Linked DNA regions of Hordeum vulgare: region 1 is linked to region 2. Evidence: chromatin contacts called from public Hi-C data. All regions are on one chromosome and are shown on one strand. Each heading gives the region's core, a stretch centred on a gene start, on an enhancer-like site or on the middle of the called end of the contact. The rest is flanking DNA. Distances are from core to core; before and after follow the strand shown.

The links. A called contact is a pair of places that touch in the nucleus more often than the background predicts.
Region 1: a Hi-C map of seedling shows a contact between it and region 2, with 4 times the contacts expected there. The contact joins the promoter of LOC123402916 here to the promoter of LOC123406099 in region 2. A contact is called at or near these places in 4 of 6 Hi-C or Micro-C datasets (leaf and seedling).

What each region holds. Positions count from the first base shown.
Region 1 is chr6H:418,186,637-418,194,056 of MorexV3_pseudomolecules_assembly, reverse strand. It overlaps LOC123402916 (vesicle-associated protein 1-3-like), which reads right to left and starts at 6,124. Exons shown (of 8, transcript XM_045096883.1): 1 at 5,332-6,124; 2 at 5,149-5,219; 3 at 4,985-5,066; 4 at 4,777-4,892; 5 at 4,530-4,685; 6 at 4,388-4,435; 7 at 2,983-3,051; 8 at 2,144-2,520. The coding sequence starts at 5,380. The coding sequence ends at 2,407.
Region 2 is chr6H:417,997,899-418,005,452 of MorexV3_pseudomolecules_assembly, reverse strand. It overlaps LOC123406099 (S-adenosylmethionine synthase 2), which reads right to left and starts at 2,239. Exons shown (of 2, transcript XM_045099588.1): 1 at 2,042-2,239; 2 at 1-1,221. The coding sequence starts at 1,200. The coding sequence ends at 16.

The DNA of each region.
Region 1 (7,420 bases), core at 4,875-7,374, 180 kb before region 2:
CTTATCGTGACTGCAGAATGGCAGTTTGTGATGGCACAGGAGATTGCTGCTCTTGAACGCACCGGTACATGGGATCTTGTTTCTCTTCCTCAATGTGTGTGTCCCATCACATGTAAGTGGGTCTACAAGGTTAAGACTCGCTCTGATGGTTCTCTTGAGCGTTACAAAGCTCGCCTTGTGGGTTGTGGCTTTCAGCAAGAGCATGGTCGTGATTACGGCAAGACTTTTGCTCCTGTGGCCCATATGAGCACTATTCGTACACTTCTTGTCGTGGCCTCTGCACGCCACTGGTCAGTATCTCAGCTTGATGTTAAGAATGCATTTCTTAATGGTGAGCTGCGTGAGGCATGCAACCACCACCTGGGTATTCTGTTCCTGATGGCATGGTATTGTCGTCTTCGTCACTCTCAATATGGCCTTAAGCAAGCCCCCCCCCCCCGGCACCTAGTTTGAGCGTTTTTTGCATCTGTGATGACTGTTGCTGGTTGTTCAGCAAGTGTTCATGATCCGGCATTGTTTGTCCACCTTTTTCCTCGTGGTCGGACTCTTCTTCTTCTCTATGTTGATGACATGATAATCACCGGTGACGACCCAGAGTATATTGCCTTTGTAAGGACTCGTCTTAGTGAGTAGTTTCTTGGGATTTAAGTCTCTTCTACTTCTGATGGCTTTTTATCTCCCAGGAAAAGTATACACAGGATCTTCTTGCTCGTGTTTCTCTTATTGATGAGCGATTGTTGAGACTCCCATGGAGCTCAATGTTCACCTCTGTGATACTGATGGTGACCCCTTGCCTGATCCGACGTGTTATCTTCATCTTGTTGGCAATCTTGTCTATCTAGTTGTCCCTCATCCTGATATGTCTTATCTGGTTCATATCCTGAGTCAGTTTGTCTCCGCTCCCACTTCAGTTCACTATAGTCACCTCCTTCGTGTTCTCCAATATCTTTGGGGCATGATATTTCACCGTCTATTCTTTTCTTGCTCCAGTTCTTTACAGCTTCAGGCCTATTCGGATGATACATGGGCTAGTGATCCCTCAGTTCGCCGTTCACTTTTTGCTTACTCTATTTTTTTTGTGGTTCTCTCATTGCGTGGAAGGCGAAGACGAAGAAAGAGACCACAGTTTTCCATTCAAGTGCAGATGTTGAGTTACGAGTTATGGCTCTTTTGACGGCAGAAGTGACTTGGTTACGATGGTTACTTTAGGATTTTGATGTTTCTGTCACTACACCTACTCTGCTATTATCTGACAATACAAATGCTATTAGCATTGCGCGTGATCCTGTGAAGCATGAGCTCACCAAGCATATTGGTGTTGATGCTTTTTATGTGCGCGCTGGTGTGCAGGATCAGGTTATTGCTCTTCAATACTGTCTTCCAAGTTACACTTGGTGGATTTTCTGACAAAGGCCCAGTCTAGTGCGCAGCATGGCTTCTATCTCTCCAAACCTTCAAACTCAGTGTTGTTAATCCACCATGAGTTTGAGGGGGGTGTTAGAGTACTATACATATAGCCATGTAACCTTTCGTATTTATCCTATTGTATAAAGGTTTTCTTGCATATTCTACACACCTGTATGTATGTATATATATATATATATATATATATATATATATATATATAGAAACCCTATTCATCACCCAAGATGCAGAATAGTTTATTCTTCATCCGAGATAATCTTAAGATCAATTTACAAAAAAAATACTTTTGAAATACAAATAGTTACATTTATATTGATGCACAACATCAAATTTGACAAAAGAAAAACAAAAACATAGGTCCACAAGACCAGAATAAATTCAATTTCTTGTATTTTTTGCACTATTTTTGTATGTTCGTAATTTTACGTGACATAAAATATTTTTACGTTGATTATGTTTTTTTACGGTCTCTTTTTACATATAAAATAAAACAAAATTTACGAAACATAAAATTACGGTACATTGATATTAAAAATAGAGGGGGGTGAAGAATAACTATTCATCACCCAGGGTGACGAATAGCGCGACCCTATATATATATATATATACACTAGCCCATCGCACATATATATATATATACACTAGCCCATGGCCTCCTGGAAACACAAGTTGCATATTTCCTAACAGACAAAAGATTCTAAAATTTGCAAAATAAAAATTAAAACACACACATAATGTTGTTATCATTTGAATCTTGTTCAAAGGGGCGAGTTCTTAATGGAAGAGATATGCAGTGTCTTCTGCATATTCCACAAAAAATATACACTCCCAACACATATAACTACAAACCCAGAACGCCTCTCTATACAGTGTAGACTATTACCCAAACAGAAGAGAAAAATCATCCAAAACAAGGGGTAACCAAGCAAGGCATACACGCCAAGCCGCAAAACCATATGTATGTATAGACGCTATTTGTGGCTAAACCCTCCGACCTGTCATCCAGTATCCAACAAGGACAGATAACATGAAGACAAAGAGCACAAACGTTTGTGAGAAACCCCTGAGAGATTGCCTTCTCTCACTAAGCCGTTCCTGAAAGTAAAGCAACGTTTACTAGGATTAGATATCAAGAATAGAAAAGCATAATGGCTAGCAGCAGAGTTTGGTTTGGAAAAGCAAACAAGTTGACTTCTTTTCATAGTAGGAGATATTATTATCTGTTGGCATAACTCCCGTCAACTTCTTTTGATCTTTTCGTGTCGTGTTACCATAGTCCGGCGATATTATATCAGGTTTGGCAGGACTTACCAGACTGCTCTGGTTAATTTCTTGTGTAATTAGTTATCTCTGCAGTATAATTGTGCGAGCAATACACATAAAGATTTACCCAGTTTCTCTGCATAACTTGGATGATAAATAGACCTCCTTCATTCATTTCTTAAAAGAATAAGGAAGCATGTTTTCAGGATAAAGATTTTGGGGAGAAGCATCACAGCAACATGGTACTTATATGGAAATAGTGCCAATATATCCTCATTAGATGAGAAGTCATACCAGCTCTTGTTGAAGCTTCTTGTTTTCAGCCACATATTTAACAACTTCTGACTTCACCGTAGAGGCGTCCTAAAGAATCACAGCGGATAAATAATGTCAGAAAACATAAATTTTCTCGGGAACTTTTAAGGTGGTATAAACATAATACTAATAGAAACAAAAATTATATCAATGTACACGAGGATTAATAAACATTAGTTATCACTGTCATCCCGGCAATGGCACAGAGAGGACAATGGCACGGAGGGGCATTTAAGAAAACTGAGATTAGCTATTACAATGCTCTTCAAACAATAAAAATCTAAGTCAATTGGTAGGATATACATGGCAAGAGTCTGTAGCTTGCAAGCATATGATAGTGCTAAACTAGAGCTAAATATCACCATTCTGAGTACATGTTTTTCTAAAGCATAATAATTGGGTCGCGATATTCATCACACGTGTGGCATAATGGACACCCGACCACACGACCCTATGTGGCATATCTAGGAGGCAGCCCACACGATCCTATGTGGCATACCCAGTAGGCAGCCCACACGATCCTGTGTGGCATACCCAGGAGGCAGCCCACACGATCTTGTGTGGGCGAACATTAGAACTATCCACACGTCCGGACGCAGCTACTTCATGCCACACGCCCAACAACAACTACTCATCCCCACCCTGCACGTCTGGCACAAAACAATTTGGCCCTGACATTTTTTGATGGCAACATTAGTTACCCGAGGATGGCAAACTTTAGTTGTAAAGCATGGCAACTTCTCTATTTAGGTTAACTATAGTTGCCATGTCTAATTAACGGTAGTTGCCACGTGTGATCAAATCATAGTTGTCATGTATGGTTAACCATAGTTGAAGTGTGTGATTAACTAGTTTCCACGTGTGGACCAACCATAGTTGCCATGTGTGATTAACTATTAGCCACATATGCACAAATGTAGTTGTCATCTATCACCGTACGAGCGTTGTGTGGGCGAAGAGCAGTTCACCCACACGGCATAGACTGGATGGTGTCCGTGTGGAAGAGGACTAGTTCACCCACACGGCGAAGCTGGCAACTGCGTGCTGCGGGTCGTGTGGGCGAGCGCTCTAACCCCCACATAATCACTATGCCTACGTGGCACTAAAATTCCAAGAGATTCCTGTAACATTCGTGCAATCCAGAATCAACGACGATTAAGACGTGTGGACCAAGTGTTGAAATGCCACACATGTGGGCATTATAATTTGGGTAATAATTTGATGAAGATAACATCCAAGCAGAATAATAGTAAGAATGCAGTGTATCAGTGAGTAATGTGCTGCACATTTGATGTTGCTATGTGCAACAACTGGTACTTGGACACAATATTAAGACAGATACAAGAACATAGCAATGCTGTTTTTTGGGGGAACAAATACTCACCTCGTCATGTGAAGCTTGTGGCCCAGATGCATATTCTTGCCTAGATGCCTGAAAAGGAAGATGGCACACCAACCACCATTAGGATTTATGAACAAATATGGCATCATATCTTACAGCATCAACCAGCAATAGCAGTACTTACAGCATCGATCATGGATTGTCTAAACACTTCATGGTCCACCTCCATATCTGCAATCTCTTCCTCGTCTCCCTCAGGCACCGGTGAGGGGGGATTTGCAGGGATGTAGACCACCCGCAGCTTGAACTCCTCCACCACCCTGCCAGGCGCTCTGCCGAACTGCAAACCATATCATTTACATTACAGATTACACAAATGACACAATCGATCAACATCCAGGGTGTCGACCCCGAGTGCTGCAAGAACTTACCATCTCAGGGACAATGTCCTTATGCGTTACCCCTTCCTGCACTACGACGCTCTGAATGAGGAACTTGTCCTTGCACTGGTAATCCTGCGGGATCTCCTTGGGTGCCTGCATCGTAACTAGAGCAAGCAACAATGCCACATGAGATGGGCTCATCAGCAAGCCAACTAATAACAATAATAAAGCATCTAATGCAGCAAAGTAGACATACTTGTGATACCGCAGGATCCCCCTGGCGGCACGATGCCGGAGGTAGGCCGCACCGCGTACTTTTTTGGGTTCGTTGTTTTCACCTGCACATGGAGCGTCGCATAGGACATCCGTCAGTCCGATTTCTCCAGAATATCATACTGCAGGTTTCAAAACAATCCCCACCTTGAAAGCCACACGCTCGTCGGTCTTGTTGACGAGCTCGATGCATCCTGAATTCGACTTCTTGAGCTCAACTGCTCAGAGCATCGACACATGAACGATCTGATCAGTCCCCAGAGGCCAATAGCCCAATACGAATCAAGAAGCAGCAGAAACTAGCTGAGGGTAGGTCCCAGGAGCACTTACATGGCATCTTGAGCTCTGAAGGGTAGATTCGAAGCAGCGTGTTACTCATGGCGCCGACAAACGAAGCACGACTGGAGAAAGTGAGAGAGTCGGAACCAAAAACCAATGATTCTCCTTCTTTTCTCCCACCGGCAGAGTCGCGAGCACGATCCAAGAACGAGCTCCGTGCCGTGCCGTGCGTCGTTTCCTACCTTCTCCTCGAAGCAGAGCACCAAGAGGCGGCTGGCAGAGGCTATCTGGCTGGCTACGAAGGGCGAAGCAGGGGAAGGCAGAGGATTTGTCGACGGGGGGAGAGGGCGAATCGGAGGAGACGGAGACGGGGACGGGGGGTAGGACTCCGGAGGGCGCAAGAAAGGAATTCGGGTGGGCGTAGACAAGGGATTGATGGATGGATTAGGCGGTTTCGGTTGGGAAACACTGGTGATTGGGTTGATTGATTGATTGTTGGGAGCGGTTGCGTCGTGGGTGATCCGGGCTTCTTCTTTCTTGGCTCCCTTTTATCTGTAGCGCGCGTTGCGTTGCGTTGGTTGAGGAGTTGTATATAATGTAAGTAGCTGGATTCGAGCAACCGCGGCGGCGGAGCCGGGTTTGCCAGTTGGGATTGGCCGGATACGGCGCCCACGTCGCCGCCCGGCAAAGAAAGGATCCTATCTCCACTCCCCTCTTACCTTTTCTTTTCCTTTGTCCTCCCGACTCCGACCGACGCCCGTGTCCACCTTTTCCTGATATAAGATATACAGCTTCTGTTGCCAATACTCACATCCTAAAATAAAATAAGTGTCTTAAACTTAGTACAACTTTGTGTATAGTATAAAGTTAAGATAATTATTTTAAAACAGAGGGAGTATAATACTGTACACTCTCTTCTATCGACATTATTTGTTGCTCAAACCAATGTATATAGAGAGAGTAGTATGATTTTTTTTCTTCATGGCCTTAAAGCAGATCGCCGTCCGGCTTCTCTCAATTAATTATACAGTACACATGTCCTGCCAAAACGTGCCAACAAGGAACATGGAGCCACTGATGATCTGATCAGCAGATGAATTCTACCCTGAAAAGGATCTACGCTGGCAGCTAATTAGTTTCTGAAAATAGCAGCATAATCATTTTTTTCACTCGTCCCAGCATCATCAGAGAACATCAACGTGCAAAGACCTGATGCTAGTGTTGCTGGCTACCGCACCGAAAGGGTACCCACTTATGAACTGCCAGGCAAGCATCATCACAACAATGGGTAGAAATGATGCGGCGTAAGGTCATCAATCTTCTGTCAAAAAAAAAAAACTTATCATCAATCAGATCTGAAGCTTCTACGCCGGGAACGAGCTTCTTCAGCTACCGTCGTCCACCTTCTTTGAGGACGTGTCACCGTCAAATAAGTCCAGAACAGTAATACTCCTTCTGATCCATATTAGTTTCGCTGCTTTAGTAAAATTTATACCAAATCAGCGTTGCTGAAATATCAAAGGCCTTTTGCAGCAAAACGGTACAAAAATGCCTCGATCGCTCCTTGTTTTCTCATCCGGGGTTGTCGCCACTGGCCAGCGATGCAGACAGTTGCAACGTCCTACTCCCCGGCCAATTCCCGCTCGCTTTCAACATTTGGATACACCACCTGACATCGCTTACTTTCTCTGTGTTTCCTCCCAAAAGCAAACTGAACAATATCCTAGTAGCTCTGAGAAGACTCTTTCTTGATGGAGAGAAACAGAATAATACTCTCTCCATAGTGTCAAAAAATGTCTTACATTATAAGACAGAGTAGTATAACTGAATGACAGGTGCTCTTCATGAGAGGAATCTCCTGCAGGTGATAGCACTTCTTGAACCTCTCGAACCTAACCTGACAAATCAAATTGGCATGGAATATCTACTAGCATATTCTGCTAGCAGCATATCCATTTTACGAAAACTATTGAACTATTGTAGCATAAGCAACTACGCTGTGAACCAATATTTCGAATGCACTCAGCATAAGCAATGCAAATCTAGGTAGTAGCACCTGCTATGATGAAGGAAGAGTAATCATGTTAGGACATCAGTACTATTAGTTGTCAATTGCCATTTGCAATAACTAAAAAGTGAA
Region 2 (7,554 bases), core at 990-3,489:
TGTGATGTCTTCTTCTTAGGCAGATGCCTTGTCGAACTTGAGGGGCTTCACCACCTCCCAGGTGAAGTCGGCATCGTCGCGGCCAAAGTGACCATAAGCAGCTGTCTTGATGAACCTCTTTCCACCTTTCTTCAAGTCCAGGTTAATGCTGATCATCCCGGGCCTGAAGTCAAAGTTCTCCTTCACGAGCTTGAGGATCTCCCTGTCGGGGATCTTGCCGGTGCCGTAGGAGTCGACGAACACAGACAAAGGCTCAGGTACACCGATTGCGTATGAGATCTGCACAATGCAGCGGCGTGCGAGACCGCTGGCGATGATGCTCTTGGCGGCCTGCCTGGCAATGTAGGCGCCACTGCGGTCGACCTTGGTCGGGTCCTTGCCAGAGAAAGCGCCGCCGCCATGGGCTCCCCAGCCACCGTAGGTGTCGATGATGATCTTGCGGCCGGTGAGACCGGCATCGCCATGAGGGCCGCCGATGACGAAGCGACCAGACGGGTTCAGGTGGAAGATGGTGTTTTCATCGAGGTACTTCCCGGGAATCACCGGCTTGATGACGTGCTCCTTGAGGTCCGCGGCGATCTCATCGTTGGTGACGGTCTCGTCATGCTGGGTGGAGATGAGGACGGTGTGCACACGAACAGGCACCATGGCACCACCCTCATTTAGGTACTCAATGGTGACCTGGGTCTTTCCATCAGGCCTCAGCCAGGCACAGGTGCCATTCTTGCGGACCTCGGTGAGGCGAGCTCCGAGCTTGGTGGCAAGCATGTGGGTGAGGGGCATCAGCTCAGGGGTCTCATCCGTGGCATAGCCAAACATGATGCCCTGGTCACCGGCGCCGACCTCTTCTGGACGCTTGGTGAAGTGTCCATGAACACCCTGGGCAATGTCAGGGGATTGTTGCTCGATGTTGACGAGCACCTTGCAATGGTCGGCGTCGAGACCGACGTCGTCAGAGATGAAGCCAATGTCGCGGCAGGTGTCACGCACGATCTTCTCATAGTCCACGGTGGCCTTGGTGGTGATCTCACCGAAGACCATGACCATGTTGGTCTTGGTGCAGGTCTCGCAGGCAACCTTGCTGTCAGGATCCTGGGCCAAGCAGGCGTCCAGGACGGCGTCGGAGACCTGGTCACACAACTTGTCGGGATGGCCCTCGTTCACGGACTCGGAAGTGAAGAGGAACGTCTCGGCCGCCATTTCTTTCGTGGTAGTGATGCTCTGCAAATAAAAAAATAACTCGACTATGTTAGAATCAAACAAATATCAGTCGTGCCACAAAATCACGGTACTGTCCCAGCTACAGAGCAATATACTACCGCACAGCCTGGAATGATAAGCCATTCTCAAAAAAAAAAAAAAAAAAAAAACTGGAATGATAAGCCAGAGGGGCAACCCGTCTAAACACAACAGGAAAAAACACCCTTAAAAGAAGAAATAACAAACAGGTCCCTAAGGGGGGTGATTGCTGAACAATCCTGGATCTGCCACCATCCTCCGCACGCCGTCGAATCTGCTAGCGCCTAGCGGAGGAAGGAGCGACGACCTCGAGCCAAAGACCCGCCGGACACCATCGCATCGAAGCTTCAAAGAGCCGAAGAAAAGGCACATCGGCCGAGGACCACCCGACGCCTTAGATCCGCACACAAGCCGACGCCAGAATAGAAGCCGGCGACCCCGTGTACACATCTACCCGGCCATACAGCAGCGCAGGAGCAAGAACCGCCGTGTGGACGACGCAGCTGGAGGAACAGAAGATCCATAGCAAAGTCGATGCCGCCGCCACGCCGACCACACCCGTATACACCGAGCCCGCCGCTCCGACGAGGAACGGCAGCACACTTATTGGACGTAGCGCCGCCGGCCGGACACCGCGATCCACCCACCTGCTCCTACTACCACCAACCCCCACCAACCCCCCACAGCTAGCCTCCGTTCTTTACAGAGGGAGTAGTAACTAAGCGACCCACGTATGATGAAAAAGAAGATAAATTAGACATAGATGATCGAAGCATGAGATCAGGACGCGGTGAGTGCTAACCTTGTGCAGTTGTGCTGATGCTATTGTTCAGGAGGCCGACGAACCGAAAGAGGTCGAATGTATGCGCGGTGTAGTCCGCAGATCCCGGCCACGCAATTTATAGGAGCGGGGGGCTCGTCAGGTCGTGCATGAGTGTTGCTGGTGAGAGTGCGGGACTGCACAACCTGTGCTGCAGCCTGCAGCCCTTGCGGAAGCCCTCCTCCCCACCAAACCCATTTCTTTTTTTTTTTCCTTTTTGCGGTGGGTCAGATCACCTACCAACCATCTAATTTATTTTCTTCCCCACTTGTCTTTTCCTTAGAAAGATCTTCTCCACTTGCGTAAGCGATCTGCTGAACGTGGTTGGTAGGCTACTCGATTCTGAAAAATTACCTTCCGGAAAATTATAATCGTAAAAAAAGAATCAGGTAAGAATTACCAAAATTAATAGCCAATTAGGGACGTGCTACGCATTCACCGGTGGATGTTTACTAAATATTCACCACTTGCAGGGCCGTCCGATCTACACGTAGCCGTCGGATCTGCTCCGGTCAGGCACCCCATAATTCCTAAAACGATGGCTGAGTTGCAGAAACTTTCGCTTTGTTGCAAGAAATAAACTTTATACCCGTTAAATTCTGAAACAACGGTCGAGTTTCAGAAATAATTTGCTTGTTGCAGGATTTTTTTTCTTCGTCTTTCTGCAACATAGGTACTTTTGCGGAAGAATTTTTTGCAACAAAGGTCATGTTTTAGGATTTTTTTACAACAAAGGTCAAGTTGCGAAAAAAATTTGCAACGTTCATGGGCGGCATGGGCGGCTGGCGGCGACCGGATGGTCAGAACATAAATCTATAGTAGACCACTGCAACATCGTATATGTTTCAAAAATATAGTCTTTGTTGCAGAACCGCATAGTCGCTTGGATGCGTGTCTTACGGGGGAGGTGGCTGATTCGGCCATTATAATCCGCCGGCTGATGGTTACCTTTTCCCAATTAATAGTGCATTTTAAAATTGTAGGTACCTAGCAATTCTCACAATTCTAACTAGCCCCTTAAAAAAACTTTTCGTTTTCAACTGCTATCCCTATTGGACAACCAAATTATGTCCAAATTGTCAATCGGGTCAGACTGCTACAGAGCCTCCCACACTACCGTTCACCCCCCGCCCCCCTCCCCTCCCGCCCACACTCGTGCTCGCCCCACCCCAATGCTAAGGTTGCAACCATCAGATCCGCTGGCGGCTGCCACCCTACTCCACCGCCCCAGACCTTGGCCTCGACCTCCTCGGATCCGCCGGTGGGAGGCTCCTGCACCGCCGCCCCAGACCGGCCGCCCCATCTCCTCCTCTCCTTCCCATCGGGCCGCCACTTCTTAATGCCTCTCCAGCCGACCCTTCAGCAGGACGCGCCCAGCCGCCCGTCCATTCCTTCCGTCCGTCCGCCCCTCCACTTCGTCCGCCCAGCAGCACGAGGCATTTGGAACTCGCTTTTGTATTCTAATATATGTACTTTATTAGATTTGTAGCTCGTTTTGGTTTTCATATTGGACATAAACTGTTAGAAATAATCAAGTGATTGTAATTCATCAATCATTTCAATCTAAGGGTGTCTGAGACATTTCAGCGCACAACTCATACAACAATTACATACTAGAATCATAAAAAAGAAGTAGACAGACAATTCTATAGCCAAACGATTATGTGGGCAGTTTCCCAGAATTATGATACTGAAGAATTATGAGGTGAAAAGAACTGGCCCCCAGCCCAGCCCGCTACATACATATATATATAGACATATTTTAGAGTATATATTCATTTATTTTGTTTCATATATTTATATGTAGTTTTTAATGAAACCTCAACTCTAACGGGGAAACTCATTTCGTCCGTGCGTGTCCGTTTGAGTTCCGCACACAGAAAACACGGCCCAAGGCACCGCCTCAAACAGACACATGTCCGCTTTTCGTCCGCCCGTGAACCATTCCAGGCCTAAATTTGGGCCGCATTTGGATCGGTGCGGACACGAAATGGACACGCGTCTCACCCGCGTGCTCCTTCCCCTGGCCTGCCCGTCGACGACACAGTCTCGCCCTTTTTATCCCTTTCCCCCACCCGTCGCCAACAAATGCACAAACCCTAGGCCGGCGCCATTCTTCCCGGCCACCTTTCTCTCCATCCCCCTTCCTCCCCCACCCAGCAGCACATCCACCGGCGGGGCGCCTCCTTCATGTCGACGTGGAAGGCTGGTGTGGCGACGACGAGATTTGGCACGTCTTGGCGACGGGATTTGGCCAATCCGACCGGCAATGGATTGCGCTTGCCATGGATTAGCCACGTACCGGTCCAGTCGACCTGGGAAATGCCTCGGTGCCGCATGTAGGCGCCCAATCCGCCTCTAGCCGCTCGAATTTTGTACAGTCGTTGGTCCGCCAACAAAATCACCGTCAATCGTCACCCTGGCTCGGCGCTAGCCCAGAGGCTTGCCGGCTCATTGTTGTCGTTCATAAAGTGCGACGACTGCCTGCTGCATGTCGTGTGGTGTGTTTCTTGAACGTCAGAAAATCCCGGTTGTGTTCGTCAAGTGCAAAAACGATGGGGTATGCTTTTCGTGCGGCCTTTTGCTCTTTGATTCAATGGAATTTCAATAACTTATTTGCTCAATTTTGTGTGTAGGTCGTGTAAGATTGTTGTAACGTCTTGCCAAAACAAGCCGACGGTTCCATGTTAATACAAGAAGCCATCGTGATGTATACAAAGTCCTCTAATACACAGCTTGTAAAGCAAGGAAAAAGAGACATAATACAAGAAGGAAGAGTTACATGAGATAGACTAGGATATGCCCAATCAGCCTACCAACGTGACACAATAGACCTCGTGAATATGTCCTTTAACACCCTCCCTTGATCACAACATTCTATATTGAGATTACGTTTGAATGCATCAAAACTTCTTGTTGGTAATGCTTTGGTAAAGCCATTTGTAACCTGATCCTTCGAATGAACAAATCTGACTTCCAATTGTTTATGAGCAACTCTTTCTCTAACAAAGTGAAAATCTATCTCAATATGCTTAGTCCTGGCATGGAAGACGGGATTAGCAGAAAGATATGTGGCACCAAGACTATCACACCATAAATAAGGAGTTGGATCACGACTTATTCCAAGTTCCTTGAGCATGGACTGAACCCAAATAATCTCAATTGTAGCATTCACTAGAGCCTTATACTCAGCTTCTGTACTTGACCTTGAGACTGTAGTTATTGGAAATATGCCCTAGAGGCAATAATAAATAGTTATTATTATATTTTTAGTTTCAAGATAATCGTTTATTATCCATGCTAGAATTGTATTGATGGAAACACAAATACATGTGTGGATATATAGACAAAACAAAGTCCCTAGTGAGCCTCTAGTTGACTAGCTCGATGATCAAAGATGGTTAAGCTTTCCTAGCCATAGACAAGTGTTGTCACTTGATAACGGGATCACATCATTAGGAGAATGATGTGATGGACATAGACCCAAACTATAAACGTAGCATGTGATCGTGTTATTTTGTTGCTATTGTTTTCTACATGTCAAGTATACATTCCTATGACCATGAGATCATGTAACTCACTGACACCGGAGGAATGCCTTGTGTATCAAACGTCGCAACGTAACTGGGTGACTATAAAGGTACTCCACAGGTATCTCCGAAGGTGTCCGTTGAGTTAGCATGGATCAAGACTAGGATTTGTCACTCTGTATGACGAAGAGGTATCTCAGGGTCCACTCGATAATACAACATCACAAATAAGCCTTGCAAGCAATGTGACTAAAGAGTTAGCCATGGGATCTTGTATTACGGAACGAGTAAAGAGATTTGTCGGTAACTAGATTGAAATAGGTATGGAGATACCGGCAATCGAATCTCAGGCAAGTAACATACCGAAGGACAAAGGGAATGTTATAAGGGATTAACTGAATCCTTAACATAGAGGTTCAACCAATAAGATCTTCGTAGAATATGTAGTATCCAATATGGGAATCCAGGTCCCGCTATTGGATATTGACCGGAGAGTGTCTCGGTCATGTTTACATTGTTCTCGAACCCGCAGGGTGTGCACACTTAAGGTTCAGTGACGTTTTGGTATAGTTGAATTATTGATGTTGGTAACCGAAGGTTGTTCGGAGTCCCGGATGAGATCTCAGACATCACGAGGGTTTCCGGAATGGTGCAGAGACGAAGATTGATATATAGGAAGTATTCATTTGGCTTACGGAAGGTTTTCGGGCATTACCGATAAAGTACCGGGAGTGATGATGGGTTCCGGAGTTCCGCTGGGAGGGGCCACCCACCCGGGAGAGGACCAAAGAGGCCCAAGGGTGGCGCACCAGCCCTTAGTGGGATGGTGACCAGCCCAAGTGGGCCTATTCGACCAAAAGGAGAAGGAAAGGGAGGAGAGGGGCCAAACCGAATAGGAGAAGGGGACTCCTCCTCCAAACCGTATTGGAGGAGGACTCCTCCTCTTGCTTGGCGCGCCGGCCAACCCTAGGGATTTTTCCCTAGGGCGCCACCCCTCCCTCCCACTTATATATAATGGAGGTGGGAGAGGCTTTTGGCACCTCAAGCCATAGTGCAGCCCTCTCTCCCTCCACCACTTCGTGACACCCTGTAGCTAGTTCGGTACGTCACGGCGAAGTCCTGTCGGAATAGCTCCACCACCATCACCGCCACGCCGTCGTGCTACCGGAGAATTTAGCTACCTCTTCGTCTCTCTTGCTGGATCAAGAAGGCGGATATCGTCATCAAGTTGTACGTGTGCTGAATGCAGAGGTGTTGTCCATTCGGTACTAGATCGGGACGGGGTATGTGGAACGCTTGCGATTCGGATCGCGAAAACGTTCGAATACATCAACCGTGTTTCTTAAAGCTTCCCGCTTAGCGATCTACAAGGGTATGTGGATCTGATCTCCCCTCTCGTAGATGATCATCACCATGATAGGTCTTGCGTGTGCGTAGGAAATTTTTTGTTTCCCATGCAACGTTCCCCAACACATCAGACCTGACTGCCCTGCGTAGAGCTTCTGTGGATGGTTCATGACATGTAGATGTGTGGAGAGATCCAGACGTGAGCACAGAAGATCTCGGTCCACAATCATTCACCAATAATTGCACATCATTCGAGGGTCGAGGCACGTTGGTCGTGGCCGCACCATTGCTGGGCTCCGAGCCAACCATAGGATGTGTACTCTCATGCATGTAAACGCGGGGTTCTCCTGGATCGCAAGACGATAGGTGAAACCCCACCATGGGTCATGCCATAAGATGATTGAGGCGGGTCCGCGCATGCAGGAGCAATGTGTGCGCCAGGTGAATCCATCACGTCCTGATGCAACGTATATCCCAAAGAAGAATGGTTAGGCGGCTGACACCATGATCCGAAGGGTGATTCTTGCACCTATGTGTTTCCCTCTTGTGTTCCCGCTGTATCATCTGCAACATCACAGAACTCACATCCTGGATTAGTAGCAGGGTTAGTAAATTGAT